Regions from separate parts of the Mus musculus genome. Here region 1 is linked to region 2. A link is a contact called in public Hi-C data. All regions are on one chromosome and are shown on one strand. Each heading gives the region's core, a stretch centred on a gene start, on an enhancer-like site or on the middle of the called end of the contact. The rest is flanking DNA. Distances are from core to core; before and after follow the strand shown. Region 1 overlaps Slc9a9 (solute carrier family 9 (sodium/hydrogen exchanger), member 9). Region 2 has its middle 3.2 kb from the start of Gm24200.

The links. Hi-C and Micro-C count contacts between places; a contact is called where the count stands out from the background.
Region 1: a contact with region 2 is called in a Hi-C map of adipose-derived mesenchymal stem cells, with 2.4 times the contacts expected there. The contact joins two enhancer-like sites.

What each region holds. Positions count from the first base shown.
Region 1 is chr9:94,699,694-94,705,792 of GRCm38.p6, forward strand. All of the region lies in intron 2 of Slc9a9 (solute carrier family 9 (sodium/hydrogen exchanger), member 9), which reads left to right. Among named protein-coding and RNA genes, the nearest start is that of Slc9a9, 33 kb to the left of the region's middle. Within about 2 kb of position 1,903, at least 56 of the 459 cell types and tissues checked have an H3K27ac peak or open chromatin away from gene starts, as enhancers often do. A contact at or near this core is called in adipose-derived mesenchymal stem cells, where this site is marked.
Region 2 is chr9:94,284,729-94,290,625 of GRCm38.p6, forward strand. No RefSeq gene overlaps it. Among named protein-coding and RNA genes, the nearest start is that of Gm24200, 3.2 kb to the left of the region's middle. Within about 2 kb of position 3,048, at least 5 of the 459 cell types and tissues checked have an H3K27ac peak or open chromatin away from gene starts, as enhancers often do. A contact at or near this core is called in adipose-derived mesenchymal stem cells, where this site is marked.

The sequences.
Region 1 (6,099 bases), core at 653-3,152, 410 kb after region 2:
CTGATTCTGGGAATTAACAAGTCAATAAGGAAAACTAAACTGGATGACCAGGAATGTCCCGTAAAAGATATGATCAAAGGCCAGCAAGCAAAATAAATATACTTATTTCATTAGTAATAGGAAACAAAGCTAATGATGCGATGTTTAGTATCAATCAGATTGCCAACAAATTAGGAAATTATCAATACAAAGTGTTGGCTAGAATATAAGAAAATAATCTAAGAATCCCCTGTGTAAGTATAAGTGGGTGTGGCCATAGCAGCATCTGTAGAGATAGTCTGTGTCATTTACTGTTTAGCAGTCCACTTCTAGAAAGGCTTTTAAGACTGCACAAAGGCTTAAGCACAAGGATTTCTACCTCAGTATTTTGTGTTGGTGGAAGATAGAAATCAACCCAACTATCAGAGAACAAAATTCCCAGATCCTGATCCAGTCATCCAATAGGATGTTCCAAGACAGTTTCAACACTAGCCAAGATCCACATGCTCATTAATATGGATAATTGATGTCAAAATTGATTTCAAAAGTAGACACTGGGATTCAAATGGATCTTTACTGAATTCCTACAATGTAGACAATGCACGCTACTGATAATTGTTTACTAAAACATATTTCAAAATGAAAGAATGTGTCCGAGAAGGGGAGGACACTGACTGTCCTGTCTGACTTGCTTCCTGGTTGAGATGAAGATGGACTTCAACCAAACACACATCACTTACATTTTCCAGATGTAAGCTGGGTGGGTTACATGCCTGCCAGCACTTAGTAGTTTGACATAGGTGGATTGCTACAAATTTGAGATCAACCTGGCTTACATAGCAAATACCAAATTCCCCAGGACTGCATAGCCCTATCTAAAAGATCACCATCCCCATAAAAAGAATCCTGAAGAAGAATTAAGACCAGAAATAAAATAAAGAATGGTTGTAGCTTAGGATTTTCCAGCCCTGTGCTGCCCCCAAGTGATCAGGACTTGACATGTATGCCTTGGCTGCCCCAGGTTTTACACTCAATAAAAGCCTAAGACAGCCTTACAGAGTGTAGTACATGTGAAGGCAAGCTGCTCAGGCAGGAAGGGAAGCTGATCTAGGGTAGGAAGGGAAGCTGAACCCTGGCAGGAGATGAGCAGGCACAGGGTAAACTCCCACTCCCATTGCCTCCCATAAAATGATGTAGCTCCTCTAAAAATGCCTGCCTCTGACCGTTCTGTATGTAAAGCACCTCCTTACTCTGACAAGTGACCAATACATTTAAGATTTAAGGGCTCTGCATAAAAATCTGAAGAAACGTAAGAGTGTTTTCTGCATGAATAATCATCCCTTAGTGTGGCCAAGCCACAGTCGAGATGTCCCGATTGAAAGGCAGTCGTTATCACTGACGTGCTCCAATGCCTGGACCACTTAATTTTCTCCTGAAGCTCTGTCAATCTCTTAACTTTGCTTCACTCCCCTGTTCAGCCTCCATTTTTCTCCCTCTTTCCTGCTTGCCATCTTTGTCCCTTTATTTTCCTCCCCTTCACCCCTCCTTTATATCTAGTCCCTACTTGCCAGGTCCCTAAAGACACCCACTCCCAGGAGAGAGGGGCCTGGAGCCCACTGTGCCTGCTTTCTCAGCACATACTTCTTCTATAACCCCTGTCCCCACTTCTCCACTGAAGGCAAACGAAAAGGATCAGCAGTGCCTCCAAACCATGGCTGCTGCTCCAGGAACCAGCATCTGGGTAGGGTGGGGCAGGTTGGTCCCTTCCCAGCCCATCTCGGGAGATCTCGAGAGATCAGTCATAAGCAAAACACAGCTCATTTTGGAGGTTTGCATTCTTGTCCCTGTCTGAAGTGATTGAATTTCACATAGACGGTGACTAACTGGGAAAAATGTGTCCCAGATGTGGTGCTCAGAAATTATTCTGAGAACAAGGTTATGTACACAAAGCTCCAGCCTCCCTGTGCATCTGTCACTGATGCTGGCACCTGCATCCAGCAGCAGCAACGTTCTGTAATTCTTTATTGGGCTCTTCTGCAGCTGAGCTCTTTGTCTGCCTCTCAGTCATCTCTGTCTCTGTGTTTCTGTGTCTGTCTGTCTCTCCCTCTAGCTATCTTTCCTTCGGCCTGTATCTCTGTCTCTGTGTTTCAGTCAGTCTTTTTCTCTGACTGTCCCTCTATGTTTCCTTCTGTCTCTCTCTTCTCTGTCTCTGTCAGTCTCTGTCTGTCTCTGTTCATCTCTCCCTGTCTGTCTGTCTCTCTCTCATTCTGTCTCTGTATTTCTGTCAGTCTCTGTCTCTCTCTCTCTTACCGTCTCCTGTCCCCTACTAACCCCTATCCCAGCCTTGTCCTCTACCTGTTTCCTCCCTCTGTCTGTCAGTCTCTGTCTCTCTCTCTCTCTCACTGTCTCCCCCCACCCCCATAGCCCCCGCCTTAAGCCCCATCCCAGCCTTGTCCTCTACCCGTTTTTCCCATGACACTTACTCCCCAGAGACCCTGCTGCACGGATGATTCTGGAGTGTTTCTCCTTGGCTCTGACCTTTCCATCAAGTACACAACTCCAAGTGTTGCAGACAGCCGGGCTCAGTGAGCCAGGGCCCAGGAGGCCTGAGGGGTCCTGACCTTCCCACCCCCACCGAGTCAGCCGCTTCACAGCCACACTGGCTGTCACTCAACCAGGTGTAAAAACATAGGTCTCTTCTTTTTTTCTTTCATTTTTACCTCTCTATTTCAACCTTAAGCCCCACTAATCCTCTCTGCCATCTGCCCAGTTTATTTTAAGCAAATCCTTGTTGAGTGAAGTGCTGTCTGTCTCATTCTGTCAGAGCCACCTCCTTTAGCACCAACCGTCCCTTGAGCTGGCTTTAGTAACTGCAACCCGACAATGTTTTCCTTTTACACAGCTCAACTTCGATGTCTCTGCAAACTAATCTCAAGGGACTTACCTTTTTAAAAGGGGGGGGGGGTGATGGTGGGGAGAATAAAACACTGTATTATTTGAGTAAGTGAGACAGCCATATGACTCGGCATTTAAAAGATTCAAAGTATATGTTGGGCTGTTGATGCTTTTATTCAGTGACTTTTCTGTTGGCCTCGTTTTGCAGCTATAGAGAAGCAGATGGGAGTTCAGCAGTGTAGAGATGGAAAGCAAGGTGGGTAGGGAGGTTACAATGTAGGGACTAGGGGAGAAAGGGAAAAGAGAGGTTAGCAAAGATGTAGGAGCCACATGGAAGGAGTAGGTATCACTTCTACCTGGATTCAGCTGGAATTCAGACCTAGATCCCACCTGAAAACAGTTGACATGTCTGGACAAATAGGGATGGCATGTGTGAGTCCTTCGCAGTTTCAGTCTCATATGCCAGGCGTGCAGCTCTGCCCTTCATCCTTGGGAGCTGATGAATGGTTAAAAGCAACTTTATCCATTTATAGGCTGTTTCTTTAGCTTTCCCAATCGTCACTTCAAGTGTCAGCTGTGCAATATGTCACCATGTACTAACCAGGCCATGGTCTATCCCACCATCTTCTATTGCTCTGTGGGAGCCACATGCATACAAGCCTACTTGGAAAAAACAAATTCTCAGATTAGATCTGCCAAATCAAGTGTGTATAGACAATATTTGCACAGTCATTATCAAATTATACCACTTGGAGATCATCCAAATTTCTATTCCCAGTAGCCATTTGATGTTTGGTCCTGTTTATAAAAGTATCTTGACTTTCTTCATCTTCGAGTGAAGAGAGTTCAAAATCATTACCAGTGGATTTGAGAGTGTTTTACGTATGGGTCTCCAACCCCTGGTCCACAAGCATTTTCTTTCATTTAGATTCGGATCCATAGCAGTCAGAAATCTCCAAATTCATTACTCCTCTGAAGCCACTAGCTGGTAGACACAGAGTGCAAATGGGGAAATGAAATGAGACTCTGTCTGGGAAGCTGGAAACGAAGACCAAACTCACTCACTTGATTAGTGCCGTGGCATAGTCTCATTAAGTATTCTCAGTTTTCCCTTCCTCTTACTTCTGGGGTTCACACCAAAGCTAAGCACGCTAGAAGAAAGATAAGCATATCCATGAACCATCACAGTTGTGTCCTGTGGCTGTGTGCACAAGGTCATCCGAGTCTCCTTTAAAATCGAAAGGTATTGAAAATGCATGCGGGTCCTGAGTTCTGCTTTTTAACATATCTTCACTCATTTTGGTATTTAAAATTATTTTAAGTTACTTGCTACCAGATGTTATTGAATTCATGAAAGTGTCTTGCTTCCCTTGTGGCTTGGAACGCCCTGGCCCATGGGGCCTATATCTGGTGACTGAGCAGGTCTCTGCATGGAGGGGTCCAGGGATTGGTTCTCATTTATCCTGCGAATTCCAACTCGTCTGATGCTTTGATATCAAGAGTTCCCATAGGCCAGCCATCTCAGAGTGGTATCTCTGTCCTGGAGAACTCCAAATTACAGCTTGCCTCAGAGCCTTGAGCCCCACTTGTGCTGTTCGTTGCCTTTCTCTGTTTATAGCCTTTATATACCAATCTGTTACATGATGTATCTTCGGATTCTTTGTACCAAGAGGCCTGCTAAGTTATCAATGACTAAAACATTGAAGATGACTGAACCTGCCATTTTGCTGGCTGTTTTTACTCGTCCAATGGAATCAACTATTCCCCAAATTAACAAAAACCTAGTTCTTAGTTCCATATCTTCCTTTATTATATGAACTTAGTTCCCTTGGGAATTATGCATTTAGTTGGCCCATATCTACACATTCAATTCCCAGTGATATCCCTGTCATGTTGACTGACACTGGGCATGCCATTAATTTCCTCTCCTGTCTCTGGAAAATAGGGATAATTGCATTTGCCAGCTACCACTTTGGAATGTTGTCAGATGTGATGAAATACTGTTTTTAAAAGATGTCTTTGGAAGGTCTAGGCCATATCTATCACAGTCTTTCACCAGTGTGGTTACTTTAGTGCTTATTTACCTAGTAGGTCAGTGGAACATTGGCATGTCTTGTCCGACAAGCATGGAGACTCGTTGCATTCTCAGGCCCAAGCACAGTTTTGCATCTGTAACCTTCTGAAGCCTTGGGGACTAAGCTCAGAATATTCTTTCTGTTCTTGGAAATTTTCTAGTTGTCTTTGGAAACATATGTGTGGGTCATTTTAGTCAAATACTGTTTCCTATGCAAAATAGCATTCCAAATATATTGCACCATTGTGAACAGACTAATAGTCTGCTGACCCCATGTAGTCTTTAAGATTTAATGTAGGTTGCTTAAAAAAATCTGTTCTCTTAAAGCATAGGTAATGCTTGCGTCTCAGAGTCCTAGGCCTGTTGTTTTAAATCAGGCTCGTGTTGAACAGTGAAATAGAATGTTTGCAAACTAAATAATGAGACTGTGGAGTCTCGCTGACTGTGCAAATATTAATATGCTACCCAATTTCCACTAGCCACCAGTGTTAGAGGTAAGAATCCAGTCATCCAGTTCAAAAGCCCAGCATGCCACGTGGCTAGTGGCCACATGGCTAGTGGCCATGTTCCAGTTTCACGGTCATGTTCTGATGGGCAGGGTCTGAAGGTCCAATCTGTAATTTGTGTCTTGAAAGCCATGCAAATCCTTGACTGTGGCATTTTGCCTCTCTGCTCTTCTCCTTCATCCATTGCTTAGGACCCAGTATTTTAATTAAAAAAAAAAAAAAAAAAAGATGGATAGTTCACTACCAGGGCCATGACCAGAGAACAAGTCTGAGGGAAATGGCATGTGGAATTTCCAATGGAGGCTGCCACAGCAGCAAATCCAGCCATTTCTGAGAAATCGTCTGGATTGGAGTCACTCCCAGAACTCTGATTTATCTGCAAGTAAGCCTAGAGCTAGGCTGAAAGGAACACAAATCTGTTTGTATACACAAATAAATCCTCCCATGCTGCGGGCCACTCTCTGCCTGCCAGCCTCATCTCACTGCTCCAGAAACTATAATACGGTGGTGAGGTAGTTAACCCAGATGCAGTGAGTGGAATATTCTGATTATTGAAAAGTTCTGCCTTGGCGGCAGTTAGCCCGATTGCTGCAGGAAAGCAGCAGAGGCTAGGGTTTTCCTGTGAGGAGGTCTTGCCACTGAGAG
Region 2 (5,897 bases), core at 1,798-4,297:
TCGGTAGTCATACATGGATCATATACATTGCTGAAACTCCATATCTTAGACGGATGTTATAAATGATTATTGATATATGTACATAATATGTCCACCGTGAAAGTAACTTCAAATACATCTCATTGTGACTTCACAAAATGCTCCTGCATGCTTCAGATGGGCTCAAAGACAGCAATTCAGAAATTGTAATAAAATTGAGAGCGAAAGTGTGGTATTTTGTTTGCTTGTTTTTTGAGACATGGTTTCACTATATGGCTCTAGCTGTCCTGGAACTCACTCTGTAGACCAGGCTGACCTTGAACTTACAGAAATCTGTCTGTCTTACCTCTCCAGTGCTAAGATTAAAGGCATGTACCACCACTTCCCAGCTAAGAACTATTATCTTAAAATCTCATGGATATCTTGAAGTACCATGGCTCTCCATAGAAGATTCCAAACATCAGCTGGAACTCTTGAGGGTGAAGTGCAGACTCTGAGTTTAATGAGCTGCCCAGGTGGTTGCAATGTGCATGGGACCATGAAAAGCAGTGTTCTCTCTTAAGCAAGCGTTTTGTGTATGCACTAACTTTGTTTTACTTTTATGTTTGAAATAAAATAAATGTAGACTTTTTTATTTATTTTGTTTTTGAAATAAAACAAAATGTAAATTTTGTTCCTTTGAAGTCACAAATAATCCAAACGCCCATCTTCTCCAGGCAACCCAACAACTCTAATTAGGAAAGAAAGTATTTTTTGTTCTATTAGCCCCAATTCTGTTAATAAAAAAAACAAAAACAAACAAACAAAAAAAAAACCCTAATTACATTGTGAAAATTGCAATGAGTCAGAAGCTCAGATGAAAGAATAGAGAAGCAAATCAATGAGTAGACATTTTCCACTCAAGTGTCTATGGGGTCATTACATTCTTCTTGTTTCCTATTTACACCCCCACTAGAATCCCTAAGATTAAAGACTGGTAATGGGCAATACATTCTTCTCAGAATGGCAATGAAAGTCATCCAATAGAGTAACATGAATATCAAGTTCAGACTTATGCCAAGAAATTAATTTGCCTTTCTCCTCAGATAGAGATAGACACACAAAGACAAGATAGAAGTAAATAGCATCTCAATATTTTCGAATCATTATCATTTTCTTCTTGTATGTATCTGGAGACACAAGGTCACATATAGTTCAGGTTGGCCCTGAACACAGTATTTTTAGCCAAGTATTATATGTCTTGTCCTGAGGAGATTTGCACAAACATCAGTGTACCCTAAAGAGGGCATCAACAATGGATTGAAGAGATGATTTCAACACAGCACTACTTGGTGAACCCATTAGTTTCCTGGGCTTATTTACAGAGCATAGGTGACAAGACTACTAAGTGCATGGGTGACTCCAGCACAGCAAATCATCAGAAAATATGAATTTCTGCACCACATGGGGGAAGCTCAGCTGGTCAGAGTTTTTACTCCCTATTAGTTGTAACTGCTAAGAATGGGGTGGGGGGGGGGGTTATGAATCTTCTAAGTTTCAGGAACTTCCTGAGACTTGTAAAATGCTTGATTCCCAAGTTTTCGAAGGTTTGCTTACTTCCTAGATTGAGGAGCTTAAATGCTTAAATCTGGGGGAAATTATTATAAAACAGGGATATTATAAAACAAGGAGGCAAGCACTGAACTTTTTATGTCCCTGCTTCTAAGTGCTAGGATGCTGGTATATGTCACTACACCTAGCCAAATCGGCTTAATTTAAACCATATTTTGTCTCTTACTTAAATCTGTGGAGCAAGGGTTCCTGAAGTGATATATTCAGTGGTCCATATGGTCAATCAATAGATCTACAGGTACTTGGATCTATTTTTCAAGGAAAAAAACAATAGAACAATTATGTTAACAAACATCCTGGAAAGTCTTCAAATAAAATGCTTTGTTTTTCTTGTTACTAGTATCATAATGATCACTGACTGGAAAGTTGTGGGCCTACTAAGAGTGTAATGATCAATTCTTCTTACATATCCTTCAGTTAAGAGAATGCACTTTCTATTTCTGATGGTGAATATTCTACCATTTATACTTTTATAATTGTGAGTTTAGTATTTTCTCTTATTAAGTTTCATGCAGAGAAAATGTTCCTATTTGAAAATTTGGATCACTGACTCCAAAGAGGTTCAGTGATGCATGAAGATAATGTTGACAATAATAATAATTTTGAAGACTCAGAACATCAGACAAATAAAAGGGCATGGAACTCCATCGCAAATGTAGAAGTTAATTTGTATGCATTTCAATAAGTGAATATTCTAGTGTGACGATTTTGCATAAACAGATGAAAATGGAAAAGAATATCTGAAACTGGATGTTTAGAGAAACATATCTATTGGCTCCCAGCCCACTTCCATTTTGTGTTATGAAACTCCTTCCAGAAAATGTCATAAACCCATAGAAGCTTCATGTTTTAAAGATAATAAATATATGATCACGTTTTTTAATGAAAAATTAATTTTGTGGCCTGGCCAAAAAGAAAAAGCTATAGAACCACATTACACAGTAACTCATCCCATGACCCTCATTTAGTTCTAAGTCACTTTAGATAACTTCTCTGTTAAATTATAGCCTATGACCTCATGTCATCGTCAGCTATAGTCAATCGTTTTTTCTATACCAATTCTTTTTTTTTGTTATTAATTTGTGCTTGGTCTTCAGGCACACTACCAAAACATTTCAGTAATAATTAGCAATTTCTGTCCTGACTGATTACATTTCTAAGGTCACCCAATTCCTTTGGATGCTTGCTGTGAGTAGCTGGAGCCTGTTAGTGCATTAAGGAGCTTCCCTTCTGTTCCAAGTCAAGAGTTTTTAACATCAACTGGTATATTTATAAAATGTTCTAAAGGCATTACTTGAGATAATTAAATGGCATTTCCCCCTTTAATCTGTTTCTGTGGAGAATTGCATTAGATTTTCTGATGATGAAATGCCTAACATTCCTGAGATAGTAGCATCTTTAAATCACACCTCTCAAACCTGGCACTTTCTTTGCCCGTGACTCACTTTGATTGCTTCATCTATGCTTAGCTATCCTTCTTATCTGCAGTTCTCCCCACCCTTTGCGTTGCTCATCACAATTGTGGCTTCAAAATATTAAACAAAAAATACCAGAAATAAAATGTTGTAAGTCTTAAAGTGCTTGCCATTCTGAGAAGAGTGATGAATTTTTGTAATATCTTACTCCCTACCCAGAACAGAAATCATTCCTTTGCCCAGAGTATCCATCGGTTTAGGCTGCCAGACACTTATCGCTTAGAAGATGCCTCACTCACCAGGTGAACTGTCTTAGGATTGCAGAACTGCATACGGGGTTCACATAACCTTGAATTATTTAATAATAGCCCAACGCTCAAGGGTAGTGATTCTGTCAACTCAGATATTCCAATGAGAAGCTAGCACGGTTCTTTTGTGCAAAAATGTGAACATTCTTAACTTAAGGAAAGAAAAAATAAAGAAGCTACTAGTTTAGCTGCTGAGATCTATGTGAATAATGGAGCTTTAGAATTATCAAGGAAAATAAAGCTTTGTATTAATTTGTGCCTACATCCCAAAGTAAAAATTAAAGGGAGAAAAGCATTAAAATATAGTGCCCAGTACACTAGTCACAGACTCAGACTACCACCCACATACACTTATCCTCTTCAGATATGGGGAGTTATAGATAGGATATTAGTGGGAGTTAATTATATTGTCCTAGAATAATAATGTCTGTCTTGGTTTTCCTAAAACCTAGCTTAGAAAATTAATGAGACAGTCTTATGCCATTTGGTCACCTGGAAGAACTGCTGATCCATGACAACTCATTTCTTTTGCTTCTGATGAGTCAGTAAACTACAAGGCACTAAGAGAAAATAAACAATTTTATGTTTAGGTATGCATGGTTTTAAGTGTTTTAACCCTTGCTGTGTTATTTGTTGCTTTATATTTCATTAAACAGGTTTTACTCCTAGAACACAAGATATATTGTTTCAAATCTAAAAATAGTATATTTTCAAATATGCTCATTTCCCTAGAGCTGGTTGTAGTCCCTCTATTATTTTTGTTACATTCCATTATTTATTTTATCAACACCTTGTACAAATCTAGCAAATATTTACCAATATTGGCACCTATCTCCTTGACTTATCAGTAAGATTTTATTCTATGTATATTTCCCATTTTATCTATAGGAATTTCTTTTTCCTAACTGGTTAGCCATGTGTTTGTCCATTGAACATGGGTCTCATCCCAGCTGGGCTCTAGCCCTGGATTCTCCGGATCCTTCTTCACCTCTGGCTGATTAATGCCATCCATCTCTTAGAGCCCTGTTTTCACAAGTGCCCCACCCTCACCCCCCATAGCAGTCATCTGGACAGTCATCAGTGTATCTTCTTTATCATTCTCGGGAAACTGCAAACTCATCCCAATCAGACTCACTATAACTATTAAAATGGAGAGAGCAGGGAGCAGAGAGAGGCAAGAGAGAGAGAGAATGAGAGAGTGAGGAGGAATGGCAGGACAGTATGAGAAACTTAGGGCTATGTATTAAGTAACAAAGCATTTCACATAGCGAAAAAGAATGATTGAAAGGCCTAGTTGATAGTTGATTGCCTCAAAAGATATTGCTGCCATTTTAATTTGTACTTTGGGGATTGTGTGACTCTTTTGAAAGTTATAATGAGAGCACTTGTGGAGATGTAAGCACTCCCTTGCATGCAGTGGCAATGACTTCTGAAATTGATTATAAAGTTATGGGTTTCTAAAACGAACTTAGGAGTTTTGAGGGGTTTTGTTTTGTTTATTTCTGAGATTTATTTTTGGAGGTAACCACAAACTTACAGAGACCTTGAGAAGTCAATTACAACATTCTTTTCTTGAACCATTTGAAAAGTTACTGGCACTGTGTCCTGTCACTGACAGACCATGATTATGTACAACTCTGACAAAAGCATACTTTTCTATAAACCACTTTGCAAGCACCACTCCCAGGAAGGGAACACTAATCTGAACTTACTCCCAAGAGGCCACCCAGATTCTTGCAGCATGACTAGCTGCATTCACTTGTCAGGGACCTAGGTTCCTTATGACACAAGTCTCTCTTTCTCAACTTTAAGAATTTTAATGCTTTGACTATTACAGGTGAACTGTTTCATAGAATACACTTCAGTTTGTGTTTACCTACCATCATTCTAATTTGTCCCACTGATAATGATATTCACGTTGATCATATATAATTAACATAGGGTCTGCTGGATTTTTCTCAGAATGTCTTAGTAGCTCTTTTTATGAAAAGGAAGCACCAGGGAGTGGTGGCACACACCTTTAATTCCAGCACTGGGGAGGCACAGGCAGGCAGATTTCTGAGTTTGAGGCCAGCCTGGTCTACAGAGTGAGATCCAGGACAGCCAGGGCTATACAGAGAAACCCTGTCTTGAGAAAAAAAAACAAAACAAACAAACAAACAAACAAAACAAAACAAACAAAAAAGAAAAACAAAAAAAATAAGAAAGAAAAGAAAAGGAAGCTTGAAATATGTAAATATTCTCTCTAAGACCTGAGTTAGATGGTAAGTACTTATTAAGCAATCCCTGTCTAGGTTCTAAAATCAAAATTTCTTAATCCAGAGAGAGGGGGAGAGAGAGGAACTGACTCCCATTACTTTATCATGTTTATTTATATTATCAACTCCTCTGGTTCTATCCAATATCTAATCTGTGCTATCACCCATTTTACATCCAAGGACTCAGGAGTTAGCTGAGGGCTCACGTGGACAGCCTCCTCATTCCATTCAGACTCTGGAATTCCACACATTGCCACCCATCTCTGAGTTCTTCCCTTCTCCCTGACCCTGCGCAGGCTTTTGGTTCACCTTATACTGCTTCCCAT